Linked DNA regions of Mus musculus: all the other regions are linked to region 1. Evidence: chromatin contacts called from public HiChIP or PLAC-seq and promoter capture Hi-C data. All regions are on one chromosome and are shown on one strand. The core of a region is the stretch at or near the end of the contact, and the rest is flanking DNA. Distances in the headings are between cores, read along the strand shown.

Region 1 (3,239 bases), core at 685-3,184:
TTTTATTGATAGGAAAATCAGGTGATGGCTAAAATCCAAAATTATTATGTAGTTACTTAGGTGTCCCTTTAAATCAAGTATAAGGGAGGAGCCCCAGGGCACTGTGAGTCTTGCCAACTTTCCTAATGTTAGAGCTCATGCAGCTAACCCCAGAAGGGTGACACTAAGTAACTGAGAAGCTGGGTCCAGAGCTTCTAAAGGAACCTTTAGCAAAACCTAAAAATGTAGGCGACCTTTTCTATGGGAGTTTACGGTAAAAGTCGTGTTCTACTATGGTATACTTTCTGAAATGTGAATCGAAAGTTTGCTCCTATTTTCTTAACCAGAGTTGCAAACCTGCCACCGGAGAGGCAGAATCTCCAGTATCCTCAAAACACCCAGGATTCGTTTCTTTCGTGCAGTTCTGCCATGATGGATTCTCTTTCCTTTGATAACAAGACATTTACAACTATACGCAGAAATAAAGGCAAGCTTTTAGCTGCAGTCATAGACTCCACTAAGACTGGAATTAGGCTGCGGATGTGCCACCTTAGAGCACCTCCAGGGGACACCACCCTCGTGGCGATTCCACCAGCAGCAACACAAGGAAACCCCAGCCTTCTTTTACGACTGAGTTCAGTCACATTTTGAGTCTGTGTTCTGTTAGCTCAATCAAGGTTCAAGTTACAAGGCTTCTCAATTGTGGGCAGGTCTCGACTTCAAGGCCATAAAGCAACTTGCTACTGACCCTAGTCTTCTCTAGGCAGAGAGCAGGCAGAGCCGTGGAGGTGGCCGCTTTTTTTTTTTTTTTCACCTAGTGTTGAAAGCGATCTCCCTTAGGCTCTAGAGAATCCCATGTGCTCTCAGCTAGCTGAGCGCCTCCCTTAGGGCGAGCCTCTCCTGGGACAGCAAGGAAAGGACACAGAGCTGAACTGGCAACCTCCAAGCCACAGGCTCCAGTCGGCTGGTGGCTGAACCTCGTTTTCTGGAGGGTAGGTTCATTTCTGGGCTTTCTTGAGTACTGAGCTAAGCCGAGCACAGGAACGCTTGCAGGACGCCAGCTTCCAGGACTCTGCGCCACGCGTTCCCGGGCGCCACCGCGCACTCCCACTTTCACTGTAGCTCACAACCCCCCGCCGAGAGCGACAGCGCCCTGTACAGTTGGAATGCACACAACGCGTCCTCCCACCTGCACCCTCGATTCACTCTTCCCGCTTCTAGAGGGGTCTGACCCGCAGTCCCAGCAAAGTTAGGGTCACTTTGGCCCGCGTGCCTTGCATTCAGCACCCCTATTCCCTATAGGGAGGTCACCACCGGTCACTACAGCTTTGCTCGGCCTCTGCGTCTCCCCATCCTAGGCTCCACACCCCACGCCCCAGCCGTTCCCTGCGATGGCAGTCGGCGGGAGAGAGCAGGAGACCGAGTGGGAACTCAGGAGAAAGGAAAAAAAAGCGGGAACCCAGAGTCGCCGTAGCGTGATGGGAGGCAGAGTCTCTCCCTTCTCCTCCTGGATTCCATTCCAGCCACCCTTCCCGGGAATTTACTGCGCCTGGGAGTCCCAGTGCATGCACGTACTTCCAACTTTCTCCCTCCCATCTTCAGATGGAGAAAAAGTGGTCCTGTCCGGGTCTGCAGGTGGGGGTAGGGGGAGTTGGCGCGAAAAACGTACCGTCTGCTGCGGCCACCCCTCCTCGGAAGGCGGTCAAACTCTGGAGCCAAACTCCCAGGACCACCAGGAGCAGGGCTTTGCTCTCCATCTCCCGGTGCACCCTTCTGCTTTGCTGCTGGAACTACGCGGCGTGGGGCAGTCAGGAGCGGGTTGAGCAGGAGGCGCAAGAGGACTGGAGCGCGGTGGAGCGCCGTAGGGCAAGTCAACCTTTAAAGGGGAGGGCAGAACAGTTACAAGGGGCAGAATTCCTCGGAGGAGGAGTAGGAGGAGAAATCGAGAGTCTGACACTGTTTCCACTGCACAGCTGTTTAAGTGACTGGAAATATGCAAATAAGACTCATCACCTATTGGCTATAAAATCATAAGTTGGGGGGAGGACTCTAAATGCACTTCCAAATATTTGAGCAAACGGTAACGAGGCTCAACGGTGCCAGCGAGAAGAAGGGGAAAGGGCAGGAAGGAAAGCTTGCTTGTTGTTTAGACTCCAGTTTGCCTACCGGGAGGAATCTGGTCCCTAGGGACCCCTATAGAGGCAGAGAGGAGGGGTTTACACTGATTTATGTTGAGTAGTCTACGATCCGTTTTCTAAGGGGAAGAAGTTTTGCTCTTAAACAGCGTGTACCTAACACTTTCACACTCACACACATACAACCTTTTGATAAATCTTTGTTAAACTTGAGAGATCCTTTCAAACGCACACCCTCCCCCACCCACCCACAGGTCCCCACGCGCCAAAGGGACCTTAGGACACATATTGCTCAGCGCATGGTGCCTGCACGGTCTGCTTTGTATCTTGGCAATATGGGTCTCCTTCTGTAGTAGAAGAAAAGACCCACTTGCTTTAACTAGTTTCTAATTTTTGCCTTATGTAAATTGTACTCGATCCTTTAATTCAGCAAGAAACTCAAGAATAACATCTATTTTCAGAGGCAGAAAGTCATGGTCAAACATTTTAAGCTATCCTGGATTTTCAGTGGGAGAGGCCATGCCAAATGACCATTCCAAACCTACAAAGACAGTCCATAGATTAGTGATGTTCCAGGGCGAGGGGATATGGGGTGCTAGGAGTGTGGGGGCAGGGTGAGGAGCATGATAGAAATATTCCAAATTCCATTATGCTTATCATTGTTCAGCTATGTTGATGCGTTGATATTAAATTGTACTTTGCAAGGGTGAATACTGAGCTTTTGCAAAGTGGACTAGCACATGTTTGTAGAAAAGCAAGAAAAATAAAAGCACATCATATACTGTGCTCATCTGCAAGTATCTTTTTAAATGAAAAGGGTGCTGATTAGCTAGAAAAAAAAACCAATAAACATTAAATTCCCCACCTTAATGCTGAGAAACCACCTCAAAAAATTAGTTCTCTTTACTGATCTCAATATTTTTAGGATGGTTCCCTCTCTCTCTACACACACACACACACACCCTTGGAGGTTAAGGGGATCAAAAACTATATACTTTAATATAAGCCCGCTTTTTAAATTTCTCACAACTATCAGATAAAAGCCAAACATGCTGTTGTGTAGATGAATTCCAGCCAGATGTCTCGCCATCTCATCTTGCACTGCAATCGCTAAGCAATGCATCA
Region 2 (3,397 bases), core at 129-2,628, 180 kb before region 1:
GGTGACAGAGACCTCCCAACAACCTGCTCTAAGAGCATCCCCAGTTGAACACCATTCAGTCATAGTTAATAAATACCAGAGCTGGTGCTTATCTGACTCCAAGCAAAAGATGGCTGTATTATGAGGGGGATGGGCACAGCATTAAGGGAGGAGTTGCCCAGGGTGCAATCACTAATTAAGGAGGTACTGGGGTGCAAGCATTTTTCCTGTGACAGAAGCAGTGGTTTCAGCTGGGCCAGGTCCACTCTCAGTATGGGTGAACTGCCTGAAGTCAAAGGAGAAGGGACTAGAACAACAGAGGTAGAGAAGAAATGGACACCATTGGGAAAGAAAGGGTGTATCTGAGCTGGAGGAGAGTCTATATACAGAGAGCACGGAGGTAGGATCCTGTATAAAGCTGATAGAGAGGACATACTGTGGATATGATACTGGGGCCTGAGAGGCAATGGGAAGACTAGAAAGAAGTTTTCCTTGTGATAGGAAGAAAAACTTAGAAAATGAAACTAAAGCGGTGAAGAAAGACATCCAGAGACTGGATGTGTTTATCTCACTGTTTGCCTCTAAAAAGTGTCAGCAAAATAAGGCAAAAGACATGATTTTTCCAAGGACTGGGAAACCGAGTAAGACCAAACCAGAGTCAGAGACCCAGTTTCGTGTAGCCCAGGCTGGCCGTTAACTCACTATGCAGCAGAGGCAGAGGATGACCTTGAACTCCTGTCCTTCCTTCCTCTACCTCCTGAGCTCTAGGATAGCAGGGGCTACCAAAGTGCCTGATTCCGAAATGTCCTCTTTAAGCCAAGGACAAAGAAGAACTGAAAGAAAACAAAGAAGTCTCCAGAAGATGAAAATTTTAAATCCTGGAATTAATGATAGTTAAAAAGGCTGAAATAAGAAACGTATAGACAAAAATGAGAGCAATTGCCCTCATTAAACAGGGGAGAGATTTCAAACAAGGCAGATTGTAGTGTCACAGGGAGAGGGTGGTGGTGAAGTGGGGGAAGAGGGGTGGGAGTGGGCTGAATAACAAGGGTGACCAGGTGACCAGCCACGTGGCAAAAAGAAGCCAGGAAGACTAGGAATCAAAAGAGATTCAGAAGCTAAAAATAGGAGGAGAAGAGAAGAGAGAAGGGAGCTATACCTAAAAGCAAAGCAAACCGAGGCCCACAGAGTTAACGGAGGCCCACAGAGTTAACGGAGGCCCACAGAGTTAACGGAGATAAAGAGTGCAAAGGGGAGAATCAGCCCCACCCCCTAGACAGCAGCAGAGAGAAGGGCAGTGAGGAAAATCTTTAGACTGCAGCAGAACAAAGCAAGGCAGGCCAGTGCAGTTAGTGTGTGCTATGCAGCCCCAGGAGGAGTGGAGAAGAAAGGGTCAAAGGGTAAGGAAGTGCCTCCACCCCCGGACTTACCTCATAGTGGGAACAGCTGCCACAGCATGGGCGTTTGCAAGCCTTTGGACCTGCACTTTGCCCTCTACATTGTTTTCTTCTTTTCCTGGTTTACTTATTTATTCTGGTTTCTTGTGAATCAGGGCCCCATACTGTAGATCTGTCTGGTATTGAACTCAATGGTAATCCTCCTGACTCAGCCTCCCCAAGTTGTAGGTTTATAGCCATGAGTGGGAACACTTGTTTTTTTTTTTTGTTTGTTTGTTTGTTTAACAGGGCTTAAAATTATTTCTTTTATTTTTGAGATTATAATATAGATACATCATTTTCCCCTTCCCTTTCCTCCCTCTAAAGCCTGCCATATTTCATTTCTTCTTCTTCTTCTTCTTCTTCTTCTTCTTCTTCTTCTTCTTCTTCTTCTTCTTCTTCTTCTTCTTCTTCTTCTTCTTCTTCTTCTTCTTCTTTTTCTTCTTCTTCTCCTCCTCTTCCTCCTCCCCCTCCTCTTCCTGCTCCTCCTCCTCTTCCTCCTGCTCCTCCTCCTCTTTCTCCTTTTCTTCCTCTTCCTCCTTCTTCAAAATATATACTCTGAATAGAAAGTTGAGGGCTAGTTGAGTGCTGGTGGTGCAGTCCTCTACACCTGGGAGGCAGAGGCAGAGGCAGAGGCAGAGGCAGAGGCAGAGGCAGAGGCAGAGGCAGAGGCAGAGGCAGAGGCAGAGGCAGAGGCAGAGGCAGAGGCAGAGGCAGAGGCAGAGGCAGAGGCAGAGGCAGAGGCAGAGGCAGAGGCAGAGGCAGAGGCAGAGGCAGAGGCAGAGGCAGAGGCAGAGGCAGAGGCAGAGGCAGAGGCAGAGGAGGCAGGTGAATATGAGTTTGAGGCTAGCCTGGTCTACAGAGTGGTTTTCAGGACAGTGAGAGGGCTACAAAGAGAAACCCTGTCTCGGGGATACCAAGAAAAATAAATAAATAAATAAATAAATAAATAAATAAATAAATAAGAAAAAGAAGTTGAGGGTTAATTTATTGGTGGAATATTTTTGAAGGTAGGCCTGGGTAATATGTGGCATATTACAGCTTAGGCTTATAGTTCCATCATGCTTACTTTATTTGTCTTTACATCCTACTTGATGTTTTTCCTCCAGTGTTTTAGGAAGAGTATACCAATTTTTTACTTAAAAGTACACAGAATACATTAATATTACATTTTAATTCTTATAAAACATTTAATAGATTTTATTCTATTATAATTTTTTAGATTTATTTCATTTTATATGTATGTCTATTTTCTCTGTGTGTGCATATGTGTGTGTGCATATGTGTGTGTGTGTGTGTGTGTGTGCTCGCACACGCCATGCATGCCTGATGCCTGTGGAAGCCAGCAGAGGGCACTGGATCCTTTGGACTGGAGTCCATGGTGGTTGTGAGCCACCATGTCATGCTGGGAGTTGAACCCAGGTCCTCTATAAGAGTAGCAAGTGCTCTTAACCACTGAGCTTCATCTCCAGCTACCATTATAATAATTTAAAAAATAACTTTCAAAATGGAAAGTTTCAAAATTCAGAACATGTGTATGCACTATTTATTAAGGGCTATAGAGAAGATCAGTTTCTTGTTATTATCTTAACATGAGGCATATATTTTAAGAAAATCATTTTAGAGGAATTAAAGGTTCTCTTTCAGCAAAAATGGCAGAATGAGTGTGGTAGGTCACTAAGTCAGCACTAAAGAAGCTGGGGCAAGAGGATCATGACAAAGGTGTTTATGGCAGTATTATACTGAGGAATAAAATGCTGATAAAAAAAATCTTTCTAGCCATGGGCAAAACAGTTAAGCAATTGTTTATATATCAATCACAACTTGATTACTAATTATGAAGTATTAACAAATACAGGAAAGCTTTAGAAAATATGATGGAGAAGAAAGCCATCATGTGACAATATCTGTGCAGTATAAGTAAAAACAAATTATCCAAGTAAGGTTGCAAGAATGAAGGAGGAAGAGTGAGAGAAATGAAA
Region 3 (3,377 bases), core at 66-2,565, 220 kb before region 1:
GATCTTGGGGACTTTAAAATACAGGTCATTAGAGAGCAGGTTTCCTCAGTCTTTTTGTGCACTCAAGAGTTAACAGGCTTAGCAGGCTAAGAGTGTTGGCTGAGTTCCTGGGTTTGGTTTCAAGCACCCACACTGGGATCCTCACAGCCACCCACTTCCAGGCAATCGGTGCCCCCTTCTGGCCTCCGTGAGCACATAAACACACACACACACACACACACACACACACACACACACACACACACACACACAAATGTACACAGGGTTAACACACAGTATGGTCAGAAGTTCTTGGGAATGAAACACTACCATCCGCTTGTGGTGCTTTCTTACTTCTTCAGCCCTTGAGAGAGACAGTGACAGTTACTAATTTTAATCTCACTCTCTACTATTTCCAAGTTGACAGAGACAAAAAAAATTGTACTATCTGGGTGTTTTGTTTTGTTTTGTTTTGTTTTTTTCCCGAGACAGGTTTTCTCTGTGTAGCCCTGGCTGTCCTGGAACTCACTTTGTAGACCAGGCTGTCCTCGAACTCCGAAATCCTCCTGCCTCTGCCTCCCAAGGGCTGGGATTAAAGGCGTGTGCCACCACACCCAGCCTTGTACTATCTCTTTTATGATTAAAGAAAAACAGAAACTTACAAAAGATCAAGATGACCCTACTTGACACATTTTGTTTGAGAAAAGAAGGAAAAAAAGAAGGGAAGAGTTACCTCTCGCAGCGCTTCAGCGTAGGAGCTCATGTCCGTCAGGATCACCAGCACGTGCTTCTCACACTGATATGCCAGAAACTCGGCCGTGGTCAGAGCCAGGCGAGGAGTGATGATCCGCTCAATGCTGAAAGGGAACACACGTCCCAGGTCACTCAAAAGCCACAACCAAAACAAGGCTGCGACAGCAGCATTTTCCTTTTGACACTCTTAGTTCACAGAGGAGAGGAAAACAAAATTACTTTAAAGATGCCTCTGTAGGCAGTAACTCAGAGAGAAACAAGTTTTACTTACGTTGGGTCATTAGCCAGATTCAAAAAAAGGCAGACATTGTCCATTGAGCCATTTTCTTCAAAGTCAGATTTAAAGAACCGGGCTGTTTCCATGTTTACCTAAGTATCAGTGACGTCATCAGTGCAATGCAAAAGAACATTCTCAGCATCTATTTCTGAGGAAGGCCAAGCTATAAATCTAAATTATTCTGTTTTAAACAGTCAAGCTCTCTTCCTCTTTTTTCTTTCCTCCTCCTCTTCTTTCTCTGCATGTGTGCACAAACCTTCCTCTTTCTCTCCCTCCCCTCCCCATGGGGACTCCCCTGGCCTTAATTCTTGGGGCCAGTGAATTCCCAGAGGGCAGCTTCCCCATGAACCTGCCTTTAATATAACCACATACATATGTACGTTTCAAGCCTCCATTTTTTTCTTTTTTAAGTGCAAGTCAGAGTAAAGCACTTTGGCATGCAAAGTCTTATTAGGTTTCAGCTACATGCTAAATCTGACTCCTAAGTTTTGCTAAAATGCCAAGATACAGAGTTTCTATCTAAGAATAAAGTTGATTTTGTATAGTTTATCACCTCTTTCTAACAACAGTTAATTTTATGTTATTCCCAAACATAATACCATACTTACTCCCATAGCAGCAAACACAATGGCAAAATTTTCTTCACTATAGTCCACTACATCTTTGGATTTCTTTACCAAACCAGCCTGGCGACAGATCTGAGCTGCAATCTGTTAAGGATGAAAACTAAAAATCATATCCTGACAACAAAGTAATTTATTCTTCTCTCTTGAATACTTTAATTAGTAGCCTGAATTAAAACATCAAGTCCGTGGTAGGTAAGCTGATGTGTGTATTCCCCCCGTGACTACACACGGCACGACAAGTCCATCTGCCCTCACCTCGTTGTGTGGTAATCCAGCAGCAGAAAAGATGGGGATTTTCTGTCCCCTAGCAATACTGTTCATGCCATCGATGGCGGAAATGCCCGTCTGAATCATCTCTTCTGGATAGATCCGACACTGAGGGTTGATTGGCTGACCTGATGTATTCCAAAAAGGGAAAAATGTTAGTATGTCTGCACATTGGTCATGGATACAAACAAATAATTAAAAGGTCAGAACTCAAACAAAGAATTTCTCTGTATTTATCTATCTCCTTTCAATGTTACCATAACTATTCTCTCTCCGGTAAGGCTGCCAGTAGACAGAGTTAGTTTCCCCAACACTGACACCCATCTACTGCCCCTACCCATGATGTCAAGGAAGTCTTCAGCCAGCACCACAGGGCCTCGGTCAATGGGTTTTCCTGATCCGTTGAATACTCGACCTATACAACAGCAACAAGACAGAACAGAGTAAACCCATACTTCCCAATCTGTGCTTGTATGTTTCTAGATTTTAAATAAATATGTTTAAAAGGAAACAGATCTGTGTACGGAACGAAGAGTGATAGTCACTTACCAAGCATATCCTCAGACACTGGTGTTCGGAGAATATCTCCAGTAAACTCACAGGATGTTTTCTTGGCGTCTATACCAGATGTCCCTTCAAATACCTACCAAAAAAAGAGAATCAAGTAGAAGGGTAAAAGATATTTAGGTCAGGGACACTAACTAGACCAAAGGTCCTGCTTGCAGGGTCAAACATCCCAAGGAGCTGAGGACCTTTATGTGTAAAAAGGATGTTTAAAACAAAGAACAAGGAAAAAGAAACTAAGGACTTCTGGCCATCTTATAAATATAAAAAAACCAAAAAACCAATAACCCCCAGAACCCCATCCATCTACTTTTACAAATTTAACCTGCTACTGCCCTAGAATATTTTTTGGGTACATACTGAGAAATTTCTCTTTCTCTATAATAAAATAACATTAAAAGATAGGAATTTTAAGGAAGAAATCCAAGAGCTGAGTTAGGTACCATTTTGATGGCATCCGATCGCCAGTGAATGCACTTCTCATCACTGTCCTGTCACGGAACGATGGGCTTTGATTGGGAAATGCCTCAATGGTTCTGAGTGGCACTCACCTGAACCACTGCTTTGGAGCCACTAACTTCTAGGACTTGCCCACTTCTCTTTGTGCCATCTGGTAATGTCAAGTGGACAATCTCAGCGTATCTGGGAAACTAAGCAGGAGCACAGTGAGGGATTAGTAATCAGCATCCTAGACGGTACCCACGCTACTCTACGCATCTCCACCATGGCCTTGTTGTCTAGGCACTTTCTTCAACAAATACATGGGAGTTGCATCTGGATCCCTGTAACTTATATTACTAGTGTACAAAGTGGCAAACTAGTGCAAGGTACAGAGAGAAGGATATGATCCTACAAAAGCACAGCAATTACATTTAATAGTTTTCCTCTATGTGTATAGGTTTAGAGACTGC

The links. Promoter capture Hi-C pulls out the DNA fragments that hold promoters and counts their contacts. HiChIP or PLAC-seq counts read pairs in DNA pulled down with a chosen protein or histone mark.
Region 2: a promoter capture Hi-C map of embryonic stem cells shows a contact between it and region 1. The contact joins the enhancer-like site here to the promoter of Lpl in region 1. A contact is called at or near these places in 4 of 39 promoter capture datasets (the C10 cell line, embryonic stem cells, hematopoietic stem and progenitor cells and 1 more), 1 of 484 Hi-C or Micro-C datasets (bone marrow-derived macrophages), 1 of 115 datasets of contacts at active chromatin or transcription factors (bone marrow-derived macrophages) and 4 of 9 other capture datasets (adipose tissue, liver, macrophages and 1 more).
Region 3: an H3K4me3 HiChIP or PLAC-seq map of bone marrow-derived macrophages shows a contact between it and region 1, with 3 times the contacts expected there. The contact joins the enhancer-like site here to the promoter of Lpl in region 1. A contact is called at or near these places in 5 of 39 promoter capture datasets (the C10 cell line, cranial neural crest, embryonic stem cells and 2 more), 13 of 484 Hi-C or Micro-C datasets (the G1E-ER4 cell line, bone marrow-derived macrophages, embryonic fibroblasts and 5 more), 3 of 115 datasets of contacts at active chromatin or transcription factors (bone marrow-derived macrophages and heart atrium) and 2 of 9 other capture datasets (adipose tissue and pancreatic islet).

Annotation. Positions count from the first base shown.
Region 1 is chr8:68,879,250-68,882,488 of GRCm38.p6, reverse strand. It overlaps Lpl (lipoprotein lipase), which reads right to left and starts at 1,934. Exons shown (of 10, transcript NM_008509.2): 1 at 1,649-1,934. The coding sequence starts at 1,736.
Region 2 is chr8:69,061,667-69,065,063 of GRCm38.p6, reverse strand. All of the region lies in intron 9 of Slc18a1 (solute carrier family 18 (vesicular monoamine), member 1), which reads left to right. Among named protein-coding and RNA genes, the nearest start is that of Atp6v1b2, 25 kb to the left of the region's middle. Within about 2 kb of position 1,378, at least 36 of the 459 cell types and tissues checked have an H3K27ac peak or open chromatin away from gene starts, as enhancers often do. A contact at or near this core is called in embryonic stem cells and liver, where this site is marked.
Region 3 is chr8:69,101,104-69,104,480 of GRCm38.p6, reverse strand. Atp6v1b2 (ATPase, H+ transporting, lysosomal V1 subunit B2) reads right to left here. Exons shown (of 14, transcript NM_007509.3): 3 at 3,018-3,116; 4 at 2,452-2,545; 5 at 2,240-2,317; 6 at 1,891-2,030; 7 at 1,618-1,719; 8 at 1,004-1,101; 9 at 713-836. Among named protein-coding and RNA genes, the nearest start is that of Slc18a1, 14 kb to the right of the region's middle. Within about 2 kb of position 1,315, at least 11 of the 459 cell types and tissues checked have an H3K27ac peak or open chromatin away from gene starts, as enhancers often do. A contact at or near this core is called in bone marrow-derived macrophages, where this site is marked.